Linked DNA regions of Drosophila melanogaster: region 2 is linked to region 1. Evidence: chromatin contacts called from public Hi-C data. All regions are on one chromosome and are shown on one strand. The core of a region is the stretch at or near the end of the contact, and the rest is flanking DNA. Distances in the headings are between cores, read along the strand shown.

Region 1 (6,608 bases), core at 1,397-3,896:
GGATTAATTGAGGATTTCCGTCCACCAGCCAGCGACCGGTGTGGATTTTATAGCCTCGCGAGCGCAATGAGTTGACAGCGTCTAGTAGGGGGTTTCCCCTGGGGAACTCCATCTCCTCCATCTCGGTGCGGGCACAGTGCTCCTTGTAGGGACCCATCATACACAACTGCTCGCCCATCTCCTCGGTGGAGACATATGCCTTCGACCGGATCACCGTGTAAATACCGCCCACCTTGTTGGCCACCTCCCATGCCACCTCGAAGTTCCAGCGGTTCTCCCGGGAAGCGATATCACCCCGATCGAAATAATCCTTAAGGTCCGCCCCGGACTCCACTCTCGAAAAGCGACGATTCATCTGGAACGACGGTTGCAATAGTAGCAATTAGTTTTAGTATAATCTCTGCCTTTTGTTCTGCCCAAAGTTGATCCCCACCCTCAGAGCGTAAGACGTGGACTCGTTGTCCTCGAAACGGTAGGACTGCTGTCTGCGCATCTCCTTGATATGTTGGGAACGGGATGCTATAATCTAGACGCCGCTGATCTATAGCTGTACCCCTCCGTTGAGGCTCTCGTCGCGGACTGATAGTGTCAACTAAATTTAGCCACCGGCTTGACCCACATTACAAGCAGTGATTCCTTATCGCTTACACTTGTATATTAAGACAAAGCTTATATTTCACACAAAAAGCTATTAATTCAAATTAATTAATTAATTATTTTATTCGAATAAGCATCTTAAAGGATTCTACATTGGAGGTAACGAGTATTTCGAGTATTCGTTTTCCAGTTATGAAAATAAGAGTGAATAGTTGAAACCTGTATGAAGATCGCCTGATTTCTCGCCGTGCATCGACCGCGCTTGATGTTGGCGCTGTTCGTATTGGTATTTATTCATTGTCATCACGCCGGCATTTGTTGCATCACCACGCAGCGAGGTGCGATCGATCGGCTATCAGGCGAGTGCAGTTGCATCGCTGCAGTTTATGGACTGATAACCGGTGCTATGCGACATCGCCCATGTCCCTGACAGTCGGTCATTTATGTACGTGCCATATTCTATAGCTATAGATGAGGCCTCTATAAGCCAAAGGTCTATTTTCGGATGTCGGAAATGTTTAGTTCAGTTTCATTAGTGAGCAAAGATGAGTTTGCCAAATTTTCCGCTCTATGTGTACGACTATACATGAAAATTTGGCAAATGTTTTTTAATTGTCAACGTCACAAATTGAGAGGAAAAATGCTGAAGGCGTCAGTTTCTCCTATAGCACTAACGACTTAGAATTTGTCTTCTACTTATTTAGTTTTCAGGTTTATCCATCTAATCAAATTCGAAGTCAAAAGGGGGAGTTGAATTCTTAATTGAACACTGTCCAGAATGACCTTGGCAAACGAGGAAACCACAAAATATCAATTGGCTCAAATTTTCGAGACAATAAAATTTTTTAACATATTAATTATCTTATCTGTGTTGATATAACGAAATACGGGCTATAATCTCTTGACATAACTTTCTCTACGGCTTTGGATTTGTACCTAATAATTCACCTTTTATCATAGGACTCTCTTTGTACTTCCGTACCTTGTCCTTTCAAAGTTCGCATTATTTGTAATTAAACATAAACTAAGGTCTAAACTTTTTCAGGACTATATCCACTTTATCCGACGCTAGAGGGCGTGATATCTTAACTATCACTCGATTGCACTTGTCTCCTTCGCACTTCTCACTCAATACAATCACAATTATGTTTAAAAGCAATTAACGAAGGAATGCAAGCAAAAGTAAAAGTGAGAAAAACCTCTTGGCACGATTACTAACAGTTGAACAATTGTCGACTTCTTGCACTTGATAATTTATTTATGTGATTGCGAAGGAGGAGGTGAAAATGAAGTGCTATCTCACTCGCACCCGCACATACGCGCTTCTGCAATGCAACTCCGAAATTAAAAACAACAAGAACAACAGCAGCAACAACAACACAGCGGCAAGACCTCAAGTGTACGTCTGTGTTTGTGTGTTTGTGGCAGGCAGAGATATTTTTTCATTGCCAGCTAAAAGTCAAATAAAGGTCAGTGGCGGCGTGCTGCTGAGCGAGAGCGAGAGCACTAAAAATTGTTCACCATTATTGGTATTATTCTTGCGCCCCATTTTGTTATTGTTTGTTCGTGTTTTTTTGTTGTACCAATTGTTGTTGCCGTATTCAACCCGCTCAACAAGTTTAAAAACTTGATAATTTTGTTTTTGTTGCACTCTGTGGTGGGCGAAAGAGAGGGAGAGAGAGGACGCCAGGAATTTGTATTTTCTTTTTCATGCGGCCGGCGCATTGATAATGCTAATAACGCTTATCACCGCCTATTTGTTTATGTTTCGCGTTTATCACTTTTCCATCAGGTAGTGCTATAAAGTCTGATAACGTATGTTTCCAAAGCATTCGCTTGGCGCCAATTACGAAATGCAACAAAAACTGCAAGCCGCTGATAACGAATGTTTGCTTGAAAGTGCATCAATCGGTGTGTGGGAGTAACTTTAAGTTTGGCACGCGCACGGCTATATATTATATATATAGTCCCCCGATCTCGGAAATACAATCACCTTGGGGCCACCGCAGTCGCTGTTGTTGGCCACACGAAACAAAACGAATAACTGAAAAAGAATTCGAAAACAAAAAGAAAATCCATGGGCAGCCGGGAGAGTTCTTGTTCCTGTTGTTTTTGTATTGGCGAGTGGGAGTTTGCGCAGAGAGAAATGCGGAGGGAAATTTATATTTTTCTGTCTGGGCACACTGCTACTGTCTTCGCCTGTGCCCAGTGTGGCAACCTTTTCATTGGCTTGCCAAAAACTGGCAGTCTTAATATAGCAATTTTAAACGATGCCTTTTAATAATCGACGTCATAGAGCAGATGTTGGTACCTGTGTCGTCGGCAATAAGTGCCTATGCTTTTGATGATGACCATTCATCATTTTGTTGATGACAACTTGAAAAGTGTCAGGATTCTGGTTAATATGTTCCTGATGTACCAGTCAAAACTCATATATTATCAAGCACGTTAAAAATTTAATTTACCTTGAATAACAATGAATATATAATTTTATTTACAATATTTTTAAGCTCTCATGTCAACTAAGGCAAACTTTTTAAAAATGGGCGCCAAGTTTTTTGAAAAAACGTAAGCAAGTAACGCAAGCAGCATTGCCAGCTGTAAATAAAATCAGTTCGTACTTCGCCATAGAGCGGAAATTTTAAAGTTCAGTCTAGAACCTTTTTATTTAAGTATCGCAGTTCTTTATGTCATACAATTACATCGGAAGATTTTGAGTTGTTATTTAAGATTGAAATATTCCATCTGCTTAAATGTTTACTAACAAATAAATAATTTATAATATTATGAATGATATATCATTCTTTCTTAGATGCATTTTATCTTTGTTTCTTTTGCAAATAGGAATTGGATATTTGGTTGCCATCTTACCTTGATCCAAATCCGTTTGGACATTTAATTGTCCATCGTCAACGCTCACCTTGAATTTTCTTCACTTATCGCATAAAAAGCCATATTTCACAGAAATTTGAACAGTTTGTCGTAACCTTGCTCTATAAACAATTTAATGTCCGCTCACTTAACCTCAATTAAAACTGGAAGATGGACACGCAACTTTCCTGTCGCCTTTTAATTCCCATTCTTCCATTTCGACTTGCGTTTTTATGTTTATTAATTGAAAAGTGTGAAGAACAGGCAATCATTTACAAATAGAAAGAGATAGATGGTGCAGGATAACTGGGTCAATTGAGTAACCGCAAATATTTCAATATCAGTAGAGCATTCTTTTCTTTAAATTAAAAAAAAAAAAACATTTTTATTAATGTTGAATTACCCCGTCGCCAGGTGGCGCTGTAGCTTCAATTGACTTTCTCAGCGGTTCACAAGGTCAAAGGACATTAATATTATTATTTGTGTCCTCGTCTGCTTTCAATGTCTTTGATGCGTCTTGCTCTTTGTGTCCTTCATAAACATCCATTGATAACAGGCACAATGGCACAAGAAGGACAATATGAAAGTGCCGACTTTTATGTTTATGACATATCCTTGCCATTTAACTGTAAATCATTTTGGCTTGCATTTGGCTCACTTGTTTCAAAACCCACCCCTCCCCCCATTCACTTCAGCCCTCTTCCACCGATTTTAGTTAGTTTTGCAATTTCCTGCAGCGACAATTGTCACCAGGATTCACATTCACACTTACACTTACACTTCATAGTCGTAATGGTCACACTCATGACTGCCTTATCTCTGTGGCCAGGGAATACGAACACTTTTCGGGGTATTCGTGGGTCAAGGACAATGCTGAATGCTACATTTTGGCCCTTTGCCCAAATAAATAAATGTACGCTGTGAATTTGTAATTAAGCAATGGTTTTTGAATTTCTGCAACTAACGTTCTTATCTTACAGCAATTCATGAAATTTGAATTTTTTAAAGACCACTAAAAATTACTTTTAATCTTATCATAATTCAGACTTTGTGATCTCAACACAAAAAAAAACGAAATGGCACGGGAATTCGAAAATAAACGGGTATTATCGAGGCCAAACGCCTTGACCACGCCATAAAGAGCTTAATTAAAAACTTGGCCATAATTCATTAGTGACCATGGCTTGGCACGTGAACTCTAGTCACTCGCCTCTGGAATAAGACATTGCCTGCGAGCTGAACTTAACCGACTTAAGGTTAAGGGACGTCCAAATGAAATGTGACTAATTTATGTCATGACCCACCCATCCACCAACCCGCCCACTGCCAAAACACCCGCTGTCGAAATATTGCAGGACAATAAAGATAACAACGAAAGAAGCTTCCCAAAAAAAAGTCGAGGTTGCGTTGATTGCGCTTATGCGGCACAAGAAGCCAAGACAGCTGGAAATTAGTGATGGTTAATGAACTCAACCGAAAGATACTCATTACTTCGTGACTACCACATGAAATGAAAAGTCTTTAGCATTATAGAAAAAAATGCTCATAGAAAGTTAATGTGATAATAATATATTTTCTAAAAATTATATTAAACAATCATATAGCACATCATTAGCACATTTGCTCTGATAACTGATAGCATACTGTGTAAAAAGTGTTGCCTACTGCGCGGCGCATGCGTTTACACATACCGAACATGCAACATGGTGAACGTGGTTGTGCTGTGTGTGGTTGTGGGTGGCGGGTAGGTTGTTTCTGTGGGTGGTGCTGGCCGGAGGATGCTGACAGTGTTTGTACACAAAAAATGGCGCCACAGCAGCGGGAGCAGGAAAAACAGAAGCCACAGCAGCTGACGACGCGAATTCGAAATTCGAAAACTGTTATCAACAAACGCCGCGTATCTGTGTGAGTTGCCTATGCTTGGGTATATGTGTATTGGTGTGGCTGTGTTTGGGCCCACTTGTGTGGGTGACTGCCTGGCAGTGGCAGATGAACATGAAGCCCATCAGTTGGCGGCTGTTGCACGTTGCGTGCGGTTTTGTTTGGCTCCGAACTCCGCAGCTGCGTGTCCTGAACTCCGAACGCACATCGTTCGTGTGCTCGGAAAATATTCAAAGTGCGTTCCGTTGTCGTTGTCAGTTGTTGGCTTTTTAATAACTCACCAGCGAGTGGCAACTAGTCGCAAATACTATGGCCCAACTATCTCCTGGACAAGGGACAAACATGTCATTTACTATTCGCCACTGGCGGCAGTCGGTTGTCCTTGCGCTTATCAGCTGAGCTTCGAAATAGTGATCGGTTTAAAGCCAAGTTTAAAGTTCCTTGGAAATGTTGGAATTTAAGATAAAATACTGAAACAAAAAAATCTAAGATCAATTAAGTAAACATTTGAAAAATTAATAAACCAAATAGTGTGAGAAAATTAAAAAAATTCATGTGCTACGAGCACACTATTAATTTGTAAATACAAATAAACCCACGATAAAGAAATAAATTATTATTATAAATTAAGAAAAAACAATGGAAAATCTCTGACAATTATAAATGATGTTAATAATTCCCTTACGCACTTTGCACAGCCTTAATTAATGTGTTCCGTAAGCGACTTGCTTTTACATTAAGCATACGCCCGGTAGGTCGACGCAAACGGTGGCACAACTTTGGACCCGTTGCACCTGCCCCTGTAAGATTCTCTAAGGGGCAACATCAAAAACCACTTTATAATGCGATTTGTAGGAAAAACCAGTTAAATTGCGTAATTAATTCAGGCGAACAACGCTACACAGCAGCAAAGAAGTTCCAAGCTCTTGCCGAAATAGCCAAAAATTTTAATGACAATAACTCAGCTGTTTGTCGAGGCATAGGCATTACGTATTCACTTTTAATTTCGCTATACATTTAAAAGGAAATTATTGTATAGTTATACATTTTAAAGAATGCTAAAGCATTGCTTGTATTAGAAATATTTAATGTAAACAATTAATAATAGGTTCTCTCTAGGATAACGCTAACCGTTGATTTCGTATCAACATATACTTTTATTTAGTTTTCTATTTAATGGAAGGGTATTTTCGGGTCTGTATGAAAAGACAAAAGGCTTATTTGCCTCGAGCAAAGAGCTGCTGCAAAGTGTGCGAGAG
Region 2 (6,608 bases), core at 1,296-3,795, 260 kb after region 1:
TTATTTGATAAGCTAATAAACAATTTATTTTGGGTTATTTGGAAGCCTTACATTCAATATGGTTATGGATCATTTATCTCTCCATAAAGTTATTTATATACGCTATATTTAACTTACCCGCAGCGAAAGTAGCACAACCATGCACGAGATTCCCATGGCGGCATCCGTGGGCCGGATATTGGTGAAAAAGTCACCGATCGAGGGGAATCCCTTTATGCGAACACCTAAGAGATTCTTGATCTGGGCAAAGACCACGATCAGCGCAGTGCCGGATGTAAAAGCCTTGGTAACCGGAGCTGGTATGAAGCTCACGATGAATCCCAGCTGGAACACACCCATGGCCAGTTCCACCAAACCGGCGAGGAAGGCCAGCACGATGACCACCTGCACCGGTTTGTCGGCGCAGAATTGCAGGGTGAGAATGGCCATCAGACTGGTGGGTCCAATGGACACCTGTGGTATCGTCCCAAAGAAAACATAGATGATGGAGCCAATGAAGGCGGAGTACAGGCCGTACTCCGAGGAGAGTCCTGCCAGCGCGGCATAAGCAATACTTTGTGGTATGATGGTCAGGCCCAAGGTGATGCCGGCAATCAAATCGGCGAACGCCTGCTCTCGATCGTAACTGGTAATCCAGCTGAGGAAGAATATGCGCCGCACCAGCCAGTGGGCCTCCTTGGGCTTGGAGTACTTGCTGGCCACGTCCAGGTCGACGGTGTGCGCCTGGCCATAGTAATCATCGCCATTCTGGGCCGTGTACTTCTCCTTCTCCTCGCAGCCAGCTGAAAACAGGAAAGCAGACAGACACTACTTAGTACGATGTCGTGTTGAGAACAGCTAATCCGTTGTTCCTACGATCGTAAATGGTGGCCACAGTGGCCTGGGGTTGCCCCCCAGTGGCTTCTCCACTACTGCGATTCCGACCATTTCGTTTGGGCCACAAGCCGAACGTGTGCTTTCGCGGCCAACGCATTGTGTACTGATTTTCTGACTCTGTTTCCGTTTCGCCAATGGCCAGGTACAATCGCTCTGCCAGCCGAAATTGTTTGATTTTGTCAGGGGAATTTTTAGCGTTTTAATAATAATAACAAAAAAACAACGAACGAACGAACTTCACAGTCCAGCTTGTTCGCTGCCGAGCCGAGCCGACAGCCAAGCAAAAATGGCAAAAAATTAATTGTGTGAAATCGTAATTAAGCACATATGTTTGAGTATTCTCAACCCGGACTGTGTTCCCGGCAATTTGTTTAAATAACTGAGATTCTTGTCTCATATTGAGGAACTCTATTGGAGAGCCAGTACGTTCATATAACACCTAATTGTTCGGATATATATACATATGTACATACATGCGAGTCTTAAAACCTGTTATATGTGTCTTCCTCCATCGCTCTTTATGTTAATCGCATTAAAAATCATTTGTTACCCATTTATTTTTATAAAGGTAAACAAAGCGAAACCTGAATAGAGACAATATTAAATGGGTGATTTTTTTTATGCAAATTCACTAGAAGTAAACGGTTAATTAGCACATTGGGTGCCATTCAGATAGAAAGCAAATTGATTAGTCCACCCAGATTAGTCATCTCTCTGTCTATGGATCTAAATGGATAGTGCAAACCATTGATCATGGGTGTTACGTTTCACATGAATTAGTTTAAAGTACAGTGTACTTACTATTGTGTACTTAGTACACCTGCGAAAATCGATTAAGTATTGAAGGTTTTGTCGTACCAATGTTAATAATAGGTTTGCTATATACGAAGTAAATACTACAAGTTGTGCCCAAATAAATTGAGTTGATAATACTTTTTCCATTTGCAAATTAATACTCTATTATGATCTGGTTCTATATATATTTATATTTATGTAATGTGAACATAATTACATGTTTAATCCGAAATGTTTTCTCAGCTAATGTTAATATTTGCGGTCGACAGATTGGCAAGTTAAATATTTTTTACGATCTGGTCTTATCGTTCATGACGGCGTATACGAAAACCCAAAATGAATGCTAATTCGTAACCTCAGGCCAAAACTTTTAACATCTTGTGGCGACTATATCTCCAGCTGTTTTCCGCTGCTAATTAAGGCGGCAGATCGGCGGGTGGCATATATGGCGGTAGTAAAATGGGCCAAGTTGTGTAAATGGAACGGTTGTAAAAAGATCACGATACTATTGCTATAGTGAGTCACAAAAACAGATCAAAGAACTTCAAATAATATTGTGTATTAAATAGTGGAAACGATTGTCTTTTAAATCCTTTTATATTATAAGGTTATTGCACTTGGATTATCAAATCGTTATATCCTTGTCTCGCTAATTAGGATTTCACTTTTCACAACATATTGAACACCGAAGGCTCTTATCCTTACCATCGAAGGACAACTTCTTTACAATCGACATTATGCACGTATCCGTTTGGACTTTAAATATTTTTATTCAAAGGACATTCGGGCGATGGAGCTCTGGATTATTAAGTACTGATTATCCTTTCCTCGTAAGTGAGCCAAGTGCACCGCTTCGCAATCTAATGAAAACTGCCGAATAAGCGAATTCTTGAGTGATAAATAAGTGGGCTGGGGCAGATTTTTCTGATAAACACGAAAAATGAAAAGAGTCAAGAAAAAGGCGACAAACATGGTGCGCTTTTATTTTCAGCCAGAGATCAGCGCACAACAATGATACACTTAACGCCCATTCGGCAGGCAGATGGGCGAGCAAACATTGCGGAGGGTTGGGCGCTCGCATTTGAATCCGCCGGCCGGAGCGGGAACAAACGAATATATAACTGGAAATGTCAACGGCACCGGTGGCAGAAACTACTGCGATATCGCTACAAAGCGCGCAGTGGGGGAGGCTATCTGGTCGGCACCCAACCATCCCCGATCATTAATCTCCATCCCACTGGGCTGTCTGTCGTGTGGACTCCAAGTAATTTTCCACCTTTGACTGCCGCCCAAGTGGCATTTCACTCACCTCGATCGATAAACGATGGACCAATATTTGAATATTGGGTTAGACAAATCAAAAGATCACAAATTAATCATCCAAATATATATCTTAGCATAAGCTGTGACACCTTGTGACAGTCATTCTTAAAGGAAGCATAAACATATATATTCGGAATCTGTATGCCCTACCTATGTAATACGAATTTAATATTATATAATTTCTAATATGATTAGAATAAGGTTATACATATAATTGATCATATTCATAATTGTAATTATACAGCCATATTTTATAAAATCGTAATAATCAGTAGCTGCGATAAATAAGAGATACTGTGTAGCCTACAATGTCTTCCCAAGTATCTTAGTAGCGAGTTATTAAATCTCAGGCTGGGAATTTCACTAGGTGCTAACGATTCTATCAGGCGTTACAAAGACGGTCCGCCTGGCGTGTGGACCGGACAGATTTACGGCTTATGTGTATGGCGACCCTGTTGGGCTGTAAACCAGATAGCATCGTAATTAGTATTATATCTCATGATGGAGAGGAGATACAAACGACATAGGTCGGCGAAGAGTGGATTTGCGGTTGACTTTGAAATGATTAAGCGGCGGCAGCTTTCTCGGAAAAAGGAATTTCTTGACATACAAGGTCGTCGTCTGTGGCCGCCTATCTTGACATTCGGTAAACATGCGGATGTTTTCCACCTACTGGGACACAGACGATAGCTCCGGGCTATTAATAGATTCGCCTGTATTTGTGATCTAGATTTGGAGCAAATATTTGCTTAATACCGCTGCGATTGAATACAAACCATAAGCAGTTCAAATTGCGCGCCCAAACGACTGTGTGCAACACTGTTTTTGAGCAGGCGATAGCCCGGGAGCAATCGATAGGCAAACACCGTCTGGCGCTGTCAAATCGAGTGCGCAGGCGATAACCATTCGATACCGAACACTGTGGCTGCACATACGCACCCCCGTTCAGATTGAAGTTAATAAATTAGCAAAATAGTCTTTCGACGCAACAAAATTCGCCGTTTACCACTACCGCCGCCCAGTCGCTGCAGCTCGTCGTGCCGTTCCGTTGTTGCATTTCCACTATTTTTTTTCACCGATTTGCCAAATACGCCGTCGATGTGCGCTAGGGATGTGCAAAAAAGTATCGACTGCGGAAAGCAACTCGTCAAGCAACCTTGCTCGTTATCGCTACAGTACGCAGGGAAAAAATAAAATTAGCAACAAAAGCGTTTATAGCAGCCAAGTTACAGTGCTAGACGGCGCCGAAATATCACATCTTGGCTAGAACACGCCTCGCCCGCCCATCCGCGACCATCGCATCAGGATCCTCCGATCGGAAAGTTGGTAAATCCGGGGGAAAATCGGCCGAAGCAAAAAGTAGCAGCCGAAGCAAGAGAGCAGCAGCAGCAGTAGTAAGAAGCACAGCAGAAACGGGCGAAAGAGGAAACAGAAGAGAAAAGAAGCAAAAACGCCAGGTTTGAACGACTGCTGAAAAGTGTCCTGGTGGTCAATTGGTACTCGGACTGCTCCTTCTGGCCTCCCGGCAATCGGACACAAACCGACCACATCGGCGGTTGGCAATTGGCAGTTGGCAATTGGCGATCCACATCCAATCGACGTTATTATGAACAACAATAGCAAGCGGAAAACCCGACCCACTGGCGGCGGTGCCAGCGGCGGCATCTCAAGGTAAGAAGAAGCAGCTTTGACCAGCACCACCAGCACCCAGCTGCACTGGCAAAAACCAGGGGCGATAGCGCAGGGGCGTCATTTGAGCAGGGTGCTTCAGGTGAGCCGAGCACGCAGAGGTACCAGAGTCAGCAGAGTGCCATGCCACACAACAAAGGGGGGCACAAACGCACACCACTGCATTTGGGGCTGGTTTGTTTTTGCCTTTTGCTTTTTGCCTTTGCTTTTTGCCGTCGCAGTTTGCAGTTCGCCGTTGCCCTGACAAATTGAAAACCCGCGACAACCGAAAGCGCCACAAAGAGCTCTTTTCTCTCCCGGTCCGGTTGACTAAAAAAAAATTAAAAGGTGAAAGCGCGTCTCGTGTCGTCTTTTTTCACATTATTATTTTTTTTCTTAATCTCGTGAATGCTACCTACTACTGCATCATCTCATGGAAAACCATTCTTAAGCTTTTTTTTTGTTGGTTTTTTGGAATGCAAATGGCGCTTATATAATAGGCCATCGCGAGCCCTGTGTGTCTGTGTGTGCGAGTGAGTGCAAGCATGTGTGTGTGTGTTTGTGTTTCAAGAATCGAACTTTATGCTTTGTTTACATTTCCCTTTCACAATGGCCAAATGTGTGTAGAGAACATAATTTGTTTAAAGGTTTCCGTTTTGTCGCACCAACGAGTCGCATTGCCACCCCCGTGAGAGGGTGCTCCATAGCCCCCAACACCCATTCCCCACCCCTGTCCTCCTGCTGCTGCGCCCTTAAAATTTTCAATTGAAATATGACTGCAGCGCACACAGGCACAGCCACAAACGCAGCCACACAACAACATTCACATCCGCATTCGGACACAGTGCGGCGCATAAGTATCGGCACGTCCGCCAGTTTTATCAATTTATCTGTGAAAAACTGTGCAGATATGTATTTAAGAAATAGTTGAGAAACAAATCATATAAATATAAATACATATAAATACCAAAAAAAATGGTCAAAAAATCATTCATAATGCAAGTTTGCAGGCGTAAAGATAGTAGTGGTCTCTTCAATAACTCAACCCTATTTGTATAATGTAATTAGGATTGTGATTTATCACAGAATAAATAAATCAGTTATGGAAAGAACCAAATAGCAAGTGTTCCCAAAATTGCATTGTAATGGAGTAGAAATGTGTCAGTATTGTGAATCACTATGACTAAGCACTTTAAAATATTTTCACATTTTTTAAAGTAACATTCGGTGATTACTAACGAATGTTAATAAATGTGAAGACTATCGTTGAAATCATACAAATCATAGCCTGTACTGGATTGCTGAAGAGGTATCACTGTAGTGGCCACTCACTTTGGCCTTATCATACGAGTCTTCCTCGTCCAGTCATATTTATGCCGCAAACGGTTTGAAATGCGTGTTCATTATTCATTGTGTACGGCATCAACACAATACCACATCACAACCTCAAGCTTGTGGGCACAGTGGGCCTGGGATGGCGCTCAGGGCGAATCAGGCCCACTGTGCGGCCCGTGCCCGTAGTGCCCACGGTGATGCATGGCACACTCGCTCACGTATCACGTAGTGCATTATATTTTTTTTTTTTACTCTCGTCGCTCGCCTTCTTCGAATGCAATTTCTTGCATTGTCAGCATTTTGCAGCTTTGCGTTTGCTGTTTGCCGCTTGCCGTATTCAGTTTTTAGTTATACGTTTTCAGTTGCTGTGACGTGCGGCGGCTGCGCTGAGTTTCGTATCGTTCTTTGGCACACTTCGAACCCCTTCTAAACGCCCGCAGCAACCCCCCGAAAGCCCCTGAGCAGGCCCGAGAGCCTCCAACGTGGGTCCGAAATTTGGGTCACTTTACAATTTGCTGACCGAACGAACGATATGCCACCTCGCTCTTGTTTTCCGCCTGACGTCTATGCATATTTATTCGCCACTCGGCCATGCACACTTGCATTTTAAG

What was found. Hi-C and Micro-C count contacts between places; a contact is called where the count stands out from the background.
Region 2: a contact with region 1 is called in a Hi-C map of the Kc167 cell line, with 3 times the contacts expected there. A contact is called at or near these places in 2 of 107 Hi-C or Micro-C datasets (the Kc167 cell line and wing imaginal disc).

What each region holds. Positions count from the first base shown.
Region 1 is chr3R:15,144,885-15,151,492 of dm6, forward strand. Glys (Glycogen synthase) reads right to left here and starts at 2,647. Exons shown (of 5, transcript NM_169611.2): 1 at 2,591-2,647; 2 at 1-355. The coding sequence starts at 355. It overlaps Gyc88E (Guanylyl cyclase at 88E), which reads left to right and starts at 5,491. Exons shown (of 16, transcript NM_001043246.4): 1 at 5,491-5,584.
Region 2 is chr3R:15,404,525-15,411,132 of dm6, forward strand. It overlaps CG6125, which reads right to left and starts at 2,546. Exons shown (of 6, transcript NM_001300409.1): 1 at 2,377-2,546; 2 at 118-782. The coding sequence starts at 2,407. Atx2 (Ataxin-2) reads left to right here and starts at 4,927. Exons shown (of 5, transcript NM_169658.3): 1 at 4,927-5,010.